Linked DNA regions of Hordeum vulgare: region 1 is linked to region 2. A link is a contact called in public Hi-C data. All regions are on one chromosome and are shown on one strand. Each heading gives the region's core, a stretch centred on a gene start, on an enhancer-like site or on the middle of the called end of the contact. The rest is flanking DNA. Distances are from core to core; before and after follow the strand shown. Region 1 holds the start of LOC123425417. Region 2 holds the start of LOC123424845 (pre-rRNA-processing protein ESF2-like).

Region 1 (7,503 bases), core at 2,839-5,338, 200 kb after region 2:
TGGTAAATTCATGGTATGCATACGCAATATTCAACTCCTCCGTTACATGCCTCTCCAGCCGGAACCCCTCCGGCAAGACCTTCTTTTCCTCCGCCACGGCCTTCCTATTCCCAAAACAGCCATCGTCCATGATCCAAGTCCCTTCCTCACATTGATATTAATGTTGAATCGAATTCAACTTCCATAATCAAGAAACAAAACTGTGGGCTGTTAGATTCAACTTCCTACAAAAAATCAAAACCATAAACTCAAGCACATCCTGTACCATATCCTATCACGGTCTTGTATAATTTTTCATGTAGAACTTCAGTCAACATCACCTAAAGAGTTAGTACAACTTCTACTCCCAAATATGGTGCTCAACCAAACAACACTTTCAGGTTTGTTTTGCGTGGCAACTCATTCTTTTAAGTAATGCAGCATGTCTGCATCATGTATTTTTGTGCATGTCATGGTTGTAGCAAGATGAGTGAATCTATCCATACACAATGCCAAGACGAAGAACATAAGGGGTGTGCTCTCAGAAGATGTGCTTACAAATTTCAGAAACATAAAAACGCACATCATATATAAAGAAGGGTTTCTTTTAGGTCACCTTCCCATCATATTCCTGGCGACAAAGAACGTCCAGTGCAATGTATGCTGGTGTACCCACTGCAGACTTGGGCCTTGAATGTAGTACCGATGACTTTCACAAAATGGCAAAGGGTACAATGATTAGCAGTAAACAGCAACCAATTATTCTTATGCAGACTTGCAGAAACATGACAGGATTTATAGTGCATGTGCCCACACTCCTATCAGATTTGTTGTTAACAAAAATTGCTCAGGAAAAAGAAACTATAATGAGATTCGACAACCAACCTTGGAGTACCCAAAATCGCATATCTTGAACCGCGGAGCTGGGCTGCCATCCAAGAGAACATTCTCTAGCTTCAAATTCCTATGGCATATTTGCTGGCAAGCAGTAAAGTGATTGCAACATTTAACATATTTTCAGGTCCCACTCACATTTATTTGAAAAATCAGCGTTGGGACCTTCTACTCAAAGAAAGATGTGAACTGTAACTTGCTTGATGTCCAGCTAGTATGAGAGTAATTTATTGCTTCTCCATACCATGTGATGGCAGTAGCTTACGCCGCAGATCAGCTGCTGGAAGAAATATGTGGCCTGCAGCAATCAGAGGGGGGGAGAACGCTCAACAGTAAATTTCACTCTGGATTTCGAACTTGTGCTGGGCAAAGAAGATAGAAAGAAGGGTTGTAAATCGTGACCTCGTCCTCGCTGAACCGCCCACGATCAACTATTCGATCAAAGAGCTCGCCGCCGGCCGCGTACTCCATCACAATTGCAAGATGCGTCGGTGTGAGGATCACCTGTCGAATTTTTCAAGCACTCGCGATTGTCAGTTTCACATAGGAAAGGAAACACCTTGGTGCCGAAGTAGTGCAGAATAATCGAAATTTTTGCCCCGACAGTTATCCACGCCACCGTCTAGACTCTAATGAAAAAATGTTCCCGTCCAGTAGCAGTGCAGCAGATTAAACACAAAGGGAACGTGGCATGACAACACCTTGGCATTGCTGTTGCCACTTTTTCATTCCCATTTGTCCTATAAAACGGAACACGGTGAGAAAAAGGAAGTAGCTCACTTGGTGCCACCACAATGTCAGATTTCTCCTTAACGGTCGCAAATAAACTGACAAAGCCTTCAATCCTGACTAATGGGACAACAGTAACGCCAGCACTAACTGAAAAAATTGACAGGACTTTCACGACTTCATATTCATAGGATCTATGATTATCTGCATCTGGTCCCCACTGCATGTTCTATCCCTTATAAAGAGCCTATACCACACCCTTACTGGGATGTACTTCATATTTCCTCCGTTTGCCTTCCATGAAACAATATTTAAAAACATGAGTCTGTCTTGCGATATATCTGTTGTTCCTAAGCTAAAGCTTGCACAAGCAACGGGCAGTTCTTCATCAGACCATTTCTCCTCTGCTTCATTCATTGCAATGCGCTCCAGCCAAGTGAGATGAACTTTAAAGTTGGAGGCATCAAAACCTTTTATTTTAGCATAATATCTTGGCATGCCATCAAGGTTATCAAAAAGGGCCCAGATCTGACCAATTGCAAACAGATTAGCATCCCTCAACTTCTCAAAATCGAAAAAACTGCATCAGGGAAAGAAAGCTTCACATAATAACAAGGTTGATTCTGACCAACAGTATCTGTAACTTCTGCACTGATATTGTCCCGATCACCTATATCTAGAGTTTTAGCTTCCTCTTGGATGTCTACTTTGCCAAATACATCAGATGGAACCGATTGCCTGTCAACATTAGTGACATTATCATCAAATATTTCTTTCCCATTCAAGTCAGCATTAGATGGAAAATTATTCTTTCTTCGCTTCTTTTTCCTATTATAGTTGAGGCTGCTGCTGCCATCAGCATCTTGCGTCCTCCTAGCTGCCAGAGATCCTAGAACGGTAGTCATTTGCCTTGGCCTATATCAACAAAAACAACAAACACCGTCGGATCTATTCAGATCACAATAATCCAAGTCATGCACAACTGTAACATCATCTAGAAGCATTTGCTCCTCCTTAATCCGGTGATTAACGTCTGTAGCAGGATGAGGTAGCAACTGCTCATTCTCCACCTGCTCCTCGGCATCTTGCTTTAGCATTGCTTCCTCATTGTTTAAAAGCATTTGCTCGCTCTCGGGATGTTGATCACCATGTCCATGCTCATTGGCTCTCTGAGTTTATAGATATTCCAGATGGAAAATTTGGACAGCAGATTCAGATTTAGGCATCGACTCCTATTATTAATTCCTTTCTTCAGTCAGCACGGATATTTCAGCTCAAGCAAGCCACTTTTCTCACTGAGTGTTTGCCTCTAGCCAAAGCTGCTGCAAGTAGAAGACTCGACTCTGACGATGTACATTGGACAGTCAGGCGCTCGCTAGCAGAATTTTTCTCCATCTCCATTCAGTTGCAGCCATCTGTTTATCATATATCCAGGATGCTAAATGGTATTGCACACAATGTGGTACATCAGGTTCTCAATTCCTCGATGGAACCTATCTTTGGACGTAATTATTCAGCTCAGGATTAAAAGATTGCCTGGCATGCATGATTTAGATAAGAACTACCAGAACAGCGAGCAAATGCTTGTAAATCGGAGGTTCAGATTCCTACTTACTTTGCGGAGCCTCCATTTCACCTGTCACTTGAAGTTCAGTTCCAATCGCGTAGCCGGCGGGGGCGGAGATCTCGGGGCGGGGGCTGGGGATGGGGTTGAGGTGCTTGGGGTCGTCCCTGGCGTGGAGAACGTGGTGCTGTTTGGGGCTGGGGGTCTTCCCGGGCGTGCTGAACGTGCTCGGGGAGGACGCCCTGCGCGACCACGTCGTGGGCGGCCAGGCGGCCGGCCTCGAGGAGCACGTCGGTGCGCCAGCGCCGCTCGGCGCAGGCGACGAGCGCGGCCGCTGGCGGCGGGAGGGGCTTCTCATCCAATCGGCGCGAGGGCGGCGGCCGTTCGGGGCTGCTGCGCCTTGGCGGGGGCAGCGGGTCGCGGGCCCGGCGCTGGTGGTGGTGGTGCGGCCGCGGGGAGGGCGGCGGCAAGGGCGGCGGGGACCGTCGGCGGTATCGTCCTCCCGATGACGGCGACGGCGGGGGCGGCGGCTCGCGACCTCGGGTGCATCGGGCCCTAGGAGGGGCAGACGGACGGGAAAGCCTCTCCCCCCGCGGCATGGGCCGGCTGCAGCGGGGTCCGGCAGGGGACGGTTGCGGCGGCATGTGGCGGGGATGGGGACTGCGGCGGGGGCCGGTGGCGCGCGATAGGTGGAGATGCGTCGGAGGTGGAGATGCAAGGCAAGGTCACCGTGCGTTTTTTTTTCTTTTCTCTTGCCTGTAACGATTTGATTAACTTATCAGAGGACTGCGGGTTGAATACCAATAAACATAGAGGGTTTTCTGCAAAATTGCCACGACGGACGGCAGAAGCGCTTCGCGCTTTATTACTAGGGGAGATATATACTACTGCCAAGAAAGGAACCGTACGTCTCCCCTTGGCGATGGAGGACGGGAGGATCCAGACGACGCCGGATCTGCCGCAGGACATCTTGATGGACATCTTCACCACGTTCGAAATCCCCGACCTGGTGCGTGCCGGCTCCGTGTGCGCCTCCTGGCGCTCCGCCTACCAAACCCTGCGCAACCACGGGCTGTACAAGCACTCCCAGACGCCATGTCTGTTCTACACCTCTGAGTCCGACGCCGAGAACACCGCGCGTCTCTACAGCCTCGTGGAGAAGAAGGTGTACAGGCTAGCTCTCCCGGACCCGCCTATCCGCACCAGAACTCTGATTGGCTCCTCCCCTCAGGGCTTGCTGGTTACGGTCGATGACAAGTCCGAGATGCACCTTCTCAATCCCATCACCGGTCAACAGATTGCCCTGCCGTCGGTGATCACCATCAAGCAGGTGAAACCCATATACGATGGCTCTGGCGTCCTCCGCATGTATAGATACTCAAATCATGTTCTCGAGCCGCCATCAGACCGTCCTCTTAGCGAGCTGCGGCACCAACTCCATCACAAGGCTTTTGTGTTTTCTCTTTCTGATGATGCATCATCCTCACAAGGAGGAGGAGGAGGAGGAGGAGAAGGATACATTGTGGTGCTAATTCACAACCCGTCTTGCCAGCTCTCCGTTGCAAGGGTAGGGGCTGACAGCTGGACCTGGTTGCCAATGCCACCTCACACATCCTATGCCGACTGCATGTATAAGGACGGCGTCATGTATGCAGTGACTTTCAAGGGACAAATCCATGGCTTCCATCTTACAAGCCATGCACCTGTGGCCACCATGAAGATGATTATGGAGGAACCAATGACTTTAAGATATCTTAGTACGTATATCATACAAGCTCCATGCGGTGACCTTCTGCAGGTTTGGAGAAAATTTAACTATTATGATTTAGAATCTACGCCCAATACAACTGTGTTTTGGATTACCCGCAAAATTAGAGTATATAAAGTTGATGCCGCAATGAACGTACTCGAGCCAACCAGTTGCTTGCACGGCCATGCCTTGTTTCTTGGGCATAATCAGTCACTTTGTCTTAGTACTGAAGAATACCCAGCTCTCAAGGCGAACCATGCCTACTTTACTGACGATAACAAAATTTGGACAATGGGACTTCAGAATAAGCGCCGTGATCTGGGAATCCTCAACTTGGATAATAACAGCAGGGAGGAACTTGTGTCTCCTCAGCTTTGGTCCAACTGTCCGGCCCCCATATGGATTACACCAAATCTCACAGAGATAAGTTTTCCTTTAGATAATTAGTTTGGAGTTCTTCCTTTTGTACCAAAAAATCATCTAGTTCGTTAGTAATGGTGGTGGTTCGTGATCTGGGTTTTACTATATGTACACGCCAGAAATTTCTAAAGAGAATGCTGCAAGTTTATTCTACTACTTGTAATTCTCAGTTTGTTTCCTCTTATAGTTCTCTGTTTTTCCTTTTGCGGTTTGTTTTTGTTTCAAACATAAGATGATTCAATTGGGAGCAAAAATGCTAGACATACAAAGAGTTACACAAGGTTACACGCTGACTAGGATTCTTTCAATCAAAATCCACCTCTTTGTAAAACCTATGTAAACTTATGTATGTGTAGCATTGCTGAATTGGGACAGAGGTCTTGGTCTTGAATCTTAGAGAGTACCTACAGCAGGACCCACTACTTCTTCCCGAAACGCCCGCCTGGTTGGTGTATAGTAAAAAAAAAAGGTCTTTTACCACTCTGCCGTTAGGTGCACTTATAAAAATGCCCTTTCCCACTATCGTCCGATCAACGTGCTTTGACAGCTATCTCAAAGTTTGCTGGACATTTTGCCTTTGCCTCCTTATCTCACTAACATGTGGGTCCCACAAAAATAGAAGGAAAAAGCACTCTCTTCCTCACTGGTTCTCTCTCTCTCACACGTACGATGGCCGCCGGGGCTCACCGGGGTGAGGTGCTCACAACTTTGACCCCCCTTCAACCTCTCTCTCTCTCGTATGCGCTCTCTCTCTCTCTCCTCTCTCCTCTTGCTAAATTCCTCAAGGTGAATCGCTGCTCCCTTGCCCTGGTTTAGGTTGCGGCTTGCACGGAGGGCACCATTGCTCGGCACCAGCTCGAGCCTGAAGACCATGTCCAATTGAATCGCTAGTCGCCTATCTTCCGCCCCACATGGTTAATTTGGGAGGGGGCTGCACATAGATGCTCAGAACCCTAACCTACACGACGACCATCACTCTTCGTCTCCTAAATTCGACCGCTCCGACCAACTGTAGAACACCCCGACCACCCTGTCGTCTTCTTCATGACCTTACGACCCGAATCCCCTCTTCTCCTACTCGATTTCATGCCCGAAGCACCTTGCCCGAAGTCGGCCTCCATGACCGAGTTCGACTAGATAGGTCGTGCACGTGCCAACCTACACCTGACGCGCCCCAGTGTGCTTGGAGTGCCTCCCGTAGCTTCCCTGCGCCTCGCGCCCTCCGACTCCGGACACATTCTCTGAGCTGAGGGCGAGCCACCAACGAGCGCAACCATTCAGGACCGGGGATGAGTTCCTGCGTGGACCAGTGTTAGCCCTAACGCTGGGTCCCTTGGCCCACATGTCAGGGAGGGAGATATTATGAGAAAGAAAGTTTTTTATTTATATTTATTTTGGTTGGGCCCACTAGTAAGTCAAAGAGAGGAGTGGGAGAAAGTGTGTACTATTTTTTCTTTTTTCTAGCTTGGTGTAACAGCCCGGAAGCGACACTCCAGAAGATTCCTTTTCATTACATTGTTGCCGTGTGATTTAATAGGTTGTCGCATTCATAATCGCATCATTCCCATTGCATCGGCACTAATTGCCGTCATTTTTCAAAACTTCCATCCAATGTTAGTTGCCGATTCTCTTTTTTTTGTCGTCGTCCGTTTAGAGACCAACCACACACGCACACGCCCGCGACATCGTCATAATATTATTTTTTTGAAAACTGTGTATGAAACTTTCTCGAATTGCCTTGAAAGTTGGCGTGCGGTCTTATTTTATTGTACGTTGACCGCCTGCCAAATTTCGTCGAAGTCGAAGTCCCTTAACCGAACCGTTAAATGTATAGCAGCACTATAGTCGGTTTATTGGTCGGATGTTTTCGGTGTTTAAAACGTTGTCGGGCCGCAAACTTCCCTCTCCTCTTGGCCCAACCACTCCTACACAACCACTAGCCTTCCCTTCGATCGGAGCCATCGTATCGCGGCGATCATAGGGTAAAAAAACACCCCAAACCCTCAAAACCCTAGCCCCTAGTTATAAAAGGAAGGTCCTCCGTGCACATTTGGCTCCTGACCCCGTCAAAATTGACAAATTTGATCTAGAAGTCAAAGGATTTCACAAACTGTACTACGTTTGAAAAAAATTCATCCAGCTGACCTTTTTGTATGACGTCTTTGTC
Region 2 (7,486 bases), core at 1,157-3,656:
AGAAGCTTGATAAGGTAAAAGTATATATGTGCTGCTGTTATCTATCGCTTAACATGGAACAGCCACACATGGATAAGCTAAGAAGAGTTCCATTTTTCGAAATAACAGGTACAGTCCGGTAGTGATGGTTCCAATGCTGTGGCTACATCCAAGAAACCAAGGGTCGATGGTCGTAGGCGCATTTGACTCACTGGATGGCGCGGAGCACGCGGTAGGAGTTATGTGGTTTACTCCACTTTGTAGCCTTCGTTTTGTGAATCGCCCTACTTGATTCTTAGAACTGGCCAGCTGAGATTGTTGTGTCTTTTCTCTTTATGCAAAAAATGATTGGCAATTTCTTACCTGATACAACTTTGAACTTTAGTTCCTCATACTCGATGTTTGTAAAAAAGAAAGAAAAAACCACTGAAAAATAACGAAGCAACGACGATGTGGTCGAGGAAGCATGTTCCTTTTTACCGCTGGAGGCATGCTAAACCTAATTAATTTTGATTGTTCAGTTTCATCTTGGATTGGAAACAACGAAATTACAAAAATGGTTTTCCAACATCCATAACATGGGACGAAGTAAGCCTAGCTTAGAGCATCTACAATGAGACTCCTACTTTCTCCCTAAACGTCCGTCCAGTTAATCCCGTCAAAACAGTTGACCTAACCATACCGCTCATTTGGTCTTTATACGCCTGGACTGACCAACACCCCTCGGGACCAAATGCAAGGACAATATGAGGATGCACCGATGCGCCGGGCACTGCATTTCATTTCATAGCGGTCTCACCTGCAGCCACCCAAAGAGGGAAAAAGTCCATTTTGAACCCTGAATTTGTAGAGGTTCGACGAAATGAATCTCCAACTCGAAATCCCTGTCGATTGCACCCTGAACTATGTAATCCTGGTCTAAAAAGAACCCTGGATTCTTTTGGCAAACTGGGATTGCTGACTTGACCGGGATTGAGCTGCGCACGCGCGGAAAAGACCGGGCCAGACCAGTCAGGCCCATCTCGCTATCGGATATCACAATATTTACGGAATTAAAAAAAGTAAGAAAAAAAGTTCATGAATTTTAAAGAAATAACCACTGATATAAAAAAAGTTCAACGATTTTGAAAACAAGTAAATGGATTTTCAAAATTTAAATTCAGGGATTTTCATAAACATTGTGAAGTCCACAGGTTATTTTATAGCACGTAGGAAGCACCTTAAAATGGTTTTTAACATATGATTAACATTTTTTTAGAATACATGTTAAAAATATTAATAAATCATATACATTTTTTTCTTCTTTCCTTTTTTTACTGTTTATTTTCACTTATATTATATAGAGTTCATTGTGTGTTGTTAAAATATTTATTGTATATTACGTGTGCATGTACGTGTATGTGTGGATTGTCATGGTGTGTATTATGCGTACCTGTAGGCTATTCGGGTTCATCGCCGGACCGGATTTGTCCCAACACACTGTAAGAAATATTTGAAAAAAGGTTCGTCATTTTTGAAAATGATTAACAAATTTAAAAAAATGCTGACCAGGTAGAGCTTAAGCTACAGTCTTAATATACTCACAACTACAAGAACAAATGCATGCATCACTCCGCAACTACAAGAAAAAATGTTCGCGCATCCAAAAAATATTTTCGAATTTGAAAAATGTTCCGATTTTGAAAAAATTCACGTTTTCTATTTTTGAGAGATTTTATAAAATGGTTCACATATTATAAAAAATGTTCATGTTTCAGGGAAAAAATTATTTGTTTGGAAATGTGTTGTCCGTTTTGAAATATGTTCTAAAAATATTAAATATGTTCGTGATTTTAAAACGGGCCGGCCCAAAAAATGAATCCCGGTTGACATGGTGCGAGAGTTTGATTTAGACCGGGATTGCATAGTTTAGGGTGCAATCGACCGGGATTTCGAGTTGAGGGTTTATTCCGTCCGATCAATACAAATTCGAGATTGAAATTGGACTTTTTCCCCTAAAGAGGAGGTTTCTTACCCGTGCCGTTGGATAGGGACCAAATGTTGACATATTTTCTGAATTTATTTCGGCTTCTTCCCTGCTATTCATTCATTGGTACAATGTGCCCGTCAACTACAAGGTGCTTGTGGCGACTTCATCCATCTTAAGTTTTGCTGGCCTATTCCCTTGGAGGTGTTCGTTCATAAGGGCAGAGTTACGTGCATGTGTTCATAGGGTGTTTTTTTTTAAACAAATCCATGACCCTTTTTTTTTGAGTGGTAACAAATCCATGACCTAAGAGCTTTTTTTAGGGACATGACCTGAGAGCTAACAGAAAAAAATATGCTCCAAGCAGCCGAGGCTAAAGCCCAGCCCATGTCCCTCTATGGAGGCCCACCTCGTAGGAGAGAAGTCAATCCCCCCCCCCCCCCCCCCCCCCCCAGCGGGCAGGAGCCTCTCCTTCCTCTTGTCTCATCCGGCCCAGCCTTCCAGCGCCCGCAAACCTAGCGTGCCGCCGTTAGTTCCACCACCGCCGCCAGCGAGCCCCTTGCCCCGACGAGCGACGCACTCGCCGACGTTCAGGCCGCCGCCACAAACGCCTCCACCACCCAGTGGGCGACCTTCAACCCGCCCGCGACCGCCACCCATGGCAGAGACCACCGAGAAGGAGTACCACGCCGACGAAGAGGAAGACGTGGTCGGAGAGGAGGAAGGAGGCACCGGGAGCGAAGGCGAGGAGGTTGGAGGGGCAGGAAAGAAGAGGAAGCGGCCTCTGAACAAGAAGAGCCTGGGCGGCTTCAGCAAGCGCGGGGTGTGCTACCTCAGCCGCGTCCCTCCCCACATGAACCCGTCGCACGTCCGCCAGATCTTCTCCAAGTACGGCGAGGTGCAGAGGATCTACCTCGTCCCCGAAGGTAATCCCCCCGTCATGAACTGAATTGTTTTTATGCTTTTACTAATTTGTGATGATACGGTACCAAAGCTAAGCGTTCATTTGAGGAACACAATAAGCTGAAAGCCCTACTCTTTCTTTCTTTTCGTGCGAATATGCAGAGGGCAACGCAGTGATGTTATTAGCTAGCCTAGGAAAACCGGAGAGAACAAACCATATTTATCTGATGTTCAAGTCTCCCTTGGATAATCAAGGGTGATGCGTGTAATCCCCGTGCAGAGCTTCTGCTGCAAATAGCATGCCTCAACGCGTGTAACAAGGCTGTATTTCGGTGGCAGAAGGCTGTTCACGGAGTTCTGGGTTTGTTTGTCTTGCTTGTATTTGTGAAAGCATTCTTCATTTCTTCTAGGGGGAGGGGGAAATTCAAACAGAACATGTCATCGAATGATAATCTTGTTTGTTTGTCTTGCTTGTATTTGTGAAAGCATTCTTCATTTCTTCTAGGGGGAGGGGAAAATCCAAACAGAACATGTCATCAAATGATAATCATGTTTTACATGCTGATTGCACATGTTGCTGCGGCAGTATTACGTGCAGCGACAGTGAGTTGTTTTTCCCGTCCCTCACGATTATACGCCTTAGAATGTGAAGTGCTCTGCTGCTCTTTAAAATGCTTACATATTTGTAAATGAAAAGAGCCCAACTTCTTAACTGTTATGTACTAATGTCATCTCTTCCCTCCAGGTCAAGGTCATCGAAAGCATAGTAACGTAAAAGCGAAGGCTTACTCCGAAGGGTATGTTATGAAAGTACATAGATGAGCTGCTTTGGAGAGACTTGCTAGATCCCATTTTTCGGTTTTATGCTGAAAGTCAAACATGGAGCAATACTTACCATTGTCTACTTATTGTATTTCTGGAGTAATCATGTAAACATATGGTAGATGATGTCTAGTATTTCACAATTTTGACATATTTTTATTGTTCTATTTGTTACTTGTATGGCCTTAATAATGTTCCTAAAATCTTTGTAGGTGGGTTGAGTTTGCAAAGAAAAGTGTCGCCAAGAGGGTGGCTAATTTGCTTAATGGTGAACAAATAGGTGTGTTCTCGGCTCTGTGTTTAATGTGTTTTATTCTTTCTATGTTACCGCTGGTTTACATTAGATGTACTGAACATGGATGATCTGTTCTTCCTTTTTATTGCCTGACCCTCAAAACCCTCAATTTTTGGCCTCAAAAGGGTTGCTTTTGTCGGCTCTGTCATGTTTGAAGAGCTATACAATGTGTGCTAGAGAGCTCAATTATTCTCGTCTGACAATTATTGATGACCGATGTATTTTATTAGGTGGGAAGAAGAGGTCGTCATTTTATTATGACATCTGGAACATAAAGTATCTCAGGAAGTTCAAATGGGATGATCTGGTTGGTGAAATAGGTATGCCTCAAGTACAAAATTGTAAAGTAGCTATAAACTTGTCAGTAATGTGAACTGATTTGTAGGTAGTCTAATCCTTGGAGTTTAATGCAGCTGAGAAGACTCATATCAGGGAACAGAAATTAACATTGGAGATAACAGCTGCAAAGAAACAACGTGATCATTATCTCTCTAATGCTGAAAAGTCTCGTACACAGAAATTTATTCGTGAGCGCATAAAAAAGGTATGTTCTATTTTTAACATACTTCTGCTAGCATAATTCACTGGGGATTTTCTTTCTGTCCCGTGTCATCTTTATTTATGATTACCAGACACTTGGTGATACATGGTTTGGTTATAGTAGGAAAAACATTTCAGTTACAAGCTAGCCCGAACACTGGATATTTTCTCCCCTATTTTGCAGTTGACTGCAAGTTTCATTACTAAAATCTCTATATACGTTGGTGACATCCTTGAAACAGAAGCAAAAGACTGAAGGAAAAGAATCCAATGATGTTGGTGAGACGAATAAGGATTGTCCAATTCCTCGACAGAATAGAGCAGTTGAGGAGAGAGGCCCTAATAAAAAGGCAAAGCTCTCAAAAAATATTCTGGCCGGAGTAAGTGTGCAGCCCTCTGGCAGTTTATCTGGTTGTGTTTTTTATGTTAGCTAGCTAGTCATTTGACCTGCTTTCATCACACTTGCAGGTATTCGGTAGTTCATCATGATCGATTTTGATTCCCGGTGGATTGGAGCATTGCAAACTGAATGTTCTAGCACAGGATAATTGCTGTCTTCACCATCTGCCCCACCTTTGTAGATTAGGCTGTCATTTTTTGTAATGGACGGTGAATGGTTTGGTCGTTTGGTGATTGCGGATTGCCAAATATGTATTGCTTCTGCTGTAATACTGGGATGGATGTACACTATTGTTAATTTGAAAGAGTGAAGTAATATTACCCTGTATTGGCCATATCTCGTTCTGTTGTGATTCTCATGGGGTGTTACAGTTTGCTGCAATGTTGTAGACAGTTTTTATTTCTATTTCCATTTTTAGCGAGGTAAGACTGTAATCACCAAGTAACTTCACACAAGTTTTCATTCACTTGTCCCTTTTTTTTTATTTGCTGGTATATTTAGTTTGTATCATAAAAGAATGAAAATACAAAAATAATTACCTTTGCTTGCTTAGCTTGTCATGAGATCGCATCTTCGTTCTCTAGTTTGTTTGACTTTGCTTGTTACTAGCCATGGCTACCTCCTCTTCAGATATGCCCCTTCCTCCTTACTTTGGAGAGGGTTCCCTAATCTTGCACTTTAAGCAAGTAGGTGATGAGTCACTCAAAGAAGGTTGGGATAGATTATTAAGAATACAAGCTAGAGCTAATCGTAAGAGTCATATTAAATTGCTTCTCAGAAGTTTTTATGTTGGTCTATCCTTTCCCACAGACGTGTCTTGGATTCTATGTTCGAAAAAGATTTTCTTGAAAACAATGCTATTGACACCTATGATAAGATGAAAAATATATTTGGACAACCTAAAATAGAAACCATTGAATCTGTCATACTAGTTTGCCATTGCCAAAACTGAGCTAATAAAAGAAGCTAGAACTAGTATGGAGTCTAATTTTAGAGGGTTGTTCAATTCTATCTCTAAGATCCACGAGAACGTCATGCTACACAGTAGGAGGCTTGATACCAAAAGGACAAAAGCTTGTTGTTCTTTGCGTTAGGGAAAACCAGGTAATGAAGGAGATTGCAACCCTTATGAGCAAAGATGACAACATTTGAAACTATACAATATGCCTAGCTAGGGGCATAAAACAATAACTTTTGTTGGAAGGCAACCCAATAGTTATCTTTATTTTTGCCTTCTACTTTCTGTTTGTTTGTGAAAATATGATTATTGCCACTATAATGATTGTGTTTTTATGTTTTAGTTAGTGTTTGTGCCAAGTAAAGCCTTTGGGATGATTTGCATGATAAGTAGAATTGATACGGTGTAAAAACAGAAAATTTAACGTCCAGTGCAGAATTTCTTTGATTTTACTGAAACGTCTTTTTAAGCTGATTTTTTACACAGTATTTCTGAACAAATTCCTCAGGCCGTCCTGTTTTTTTAGAATTTGTGAAATTACAGAAGTATAGATTCATTACAGATTACTACAAACTGTTATGTTTCAATCAGATTTTATTTTTCCTGCATAATTTGCTTGTCTTGATGATGCTATGGATTGTATCAGGGGGTATAAGCTATGGAGAAGTTAGAATACAGTACCTTATGATAAAGTAAAATAAGAATCAACTTATAACAGTACCTGAAAGTATTTGATATGTTGCTTATACTAACAGATCTCAAGAAGTTTTGTTGAGTTTTATGTGATTGAAGTTTTTAAGTTTTGGCTATTAACTCGATGGACTAACGATTGAGGAGTAGCAAAAGCCTAAGATTGGAGATGCCCAAGGCATCCCAAAGTAATATTCTAGGAAGACTCGAGCGTCTTAACTTGGGGATGCCCCGGAAGGCATTCCCTCTTTCGTCTCAATTCATCGGTATGTCATTTAAAGCTACATTTTTATTCATCACATGATATGAGTTTTGCTTGAAGCGTTGTTTGCTTTGGTTTGCTTTTGCTTTCACTTTGCCACAATCAATGTTTGTTGGACACACATATTTAAGAGAGATACCACATCATTAAAATTTATTAAAATACTCCATGTGCTTCACTTATATCTTTTAAGCTTAGCAGTTGCTCTAGTACTTCACTTATATCTTGTTGAGCACGGTGGCGTGTAAATTTTATAGAAATAATATGCTCTCATTCTTCATTTATATTTGTTTGAGAGTTAAAATAAATAGTGACGATAATTTTCATGGGTCATAAGCCTAGATAAAAAATAATGGGTGTTCAATGAGTGATAATTAAACCATCATGTAGCACATATAGAAAAATTAATGATATTGATATGGTAATATGAAAAAGGTGTGAGTGCATTATTATTAATTCAGAGAGGTGTCGATATTAAGAGATGTTAAACTTCTTGTTCATCTAAAAAATTAAAAGGGCACGGTGATGATGTGTGAGCATTTCTATTCCTTATTGAAATTCTAGTGTTGTTTTGAGTCGGAGTCGCGCGATGGTTAATTCCTATCAACCCTCTCCCTTGAGGCATGCGAGTAATACTTTGATTTGTGATAAAACTAATAAAACTTTGCAAT

What was found. Hi-C and Micro-C count contacts between places; a contact is called where the count stands out from the background.
Region 1: a contact with region 2 is called in a Hi-C map of leaf, with 4 times the contacts expected there. The contact joins the promoter of LOC123425417 here to the promoter of LOC123424845 in region 2. A contact is called at or near these places in 2 of 6 Hi-C or Micro-C datasets (both in leaf).

The regions. Positions count from the first base shown.
Region 1 is chr2H:53,305,621-53,313,123 of MorexV3_pseudomolecules_assembly, forward strand. LOC123425417 reads left to right here and starts at 4,089. Exons shown (of 1, transcript XM_045109116.1): 1 at 4,089-5,363. The coding sequence starts at 4,089. The coding sequence ends at 5,363. LOC123424847 (serine/threonine-protein kinase SAPK4-like) reads right to left here and starts at 3,429. Exons shown (of 6, transcript XM_045108545.1): 1 at 3,218-3,429; 2 at 1,276-1,377; 3 at 1,118-1,171; 4 at 865-957; 5 at 596-688; 6 at 1-224. The coding sequence starts at 1,344. The coding sequence ends at 147.
Region 2 is chr2H:53,109,763-53,117,248 of MorexV3_pseudomolecules_assembly, forward strand. It overlaps LOC123424845 (pre-rRNA-processing protein ESF2-like), which reads left to right and starts at 2,407. Exons shown (of 7, transcript XM_045108541.1): 1 at 2,407-2,871; 2 at 3,594-3,645; 3 at 3,883-3,950; 4 at 4,196-4,285; 5 at 4,379-4,509; 6 at 4,748-4,885; 7 at 4,974-5,232. The coding sequence starts at 2,604. The coding sequence ends at 4,994. LOC123429530 (RNA-binding protein 48-like) reads left to right here. Exons shown (of 8, transcript XM_045113557.1): 7 at 1-14; 8 at 109-341. The coding sequence ends at 186.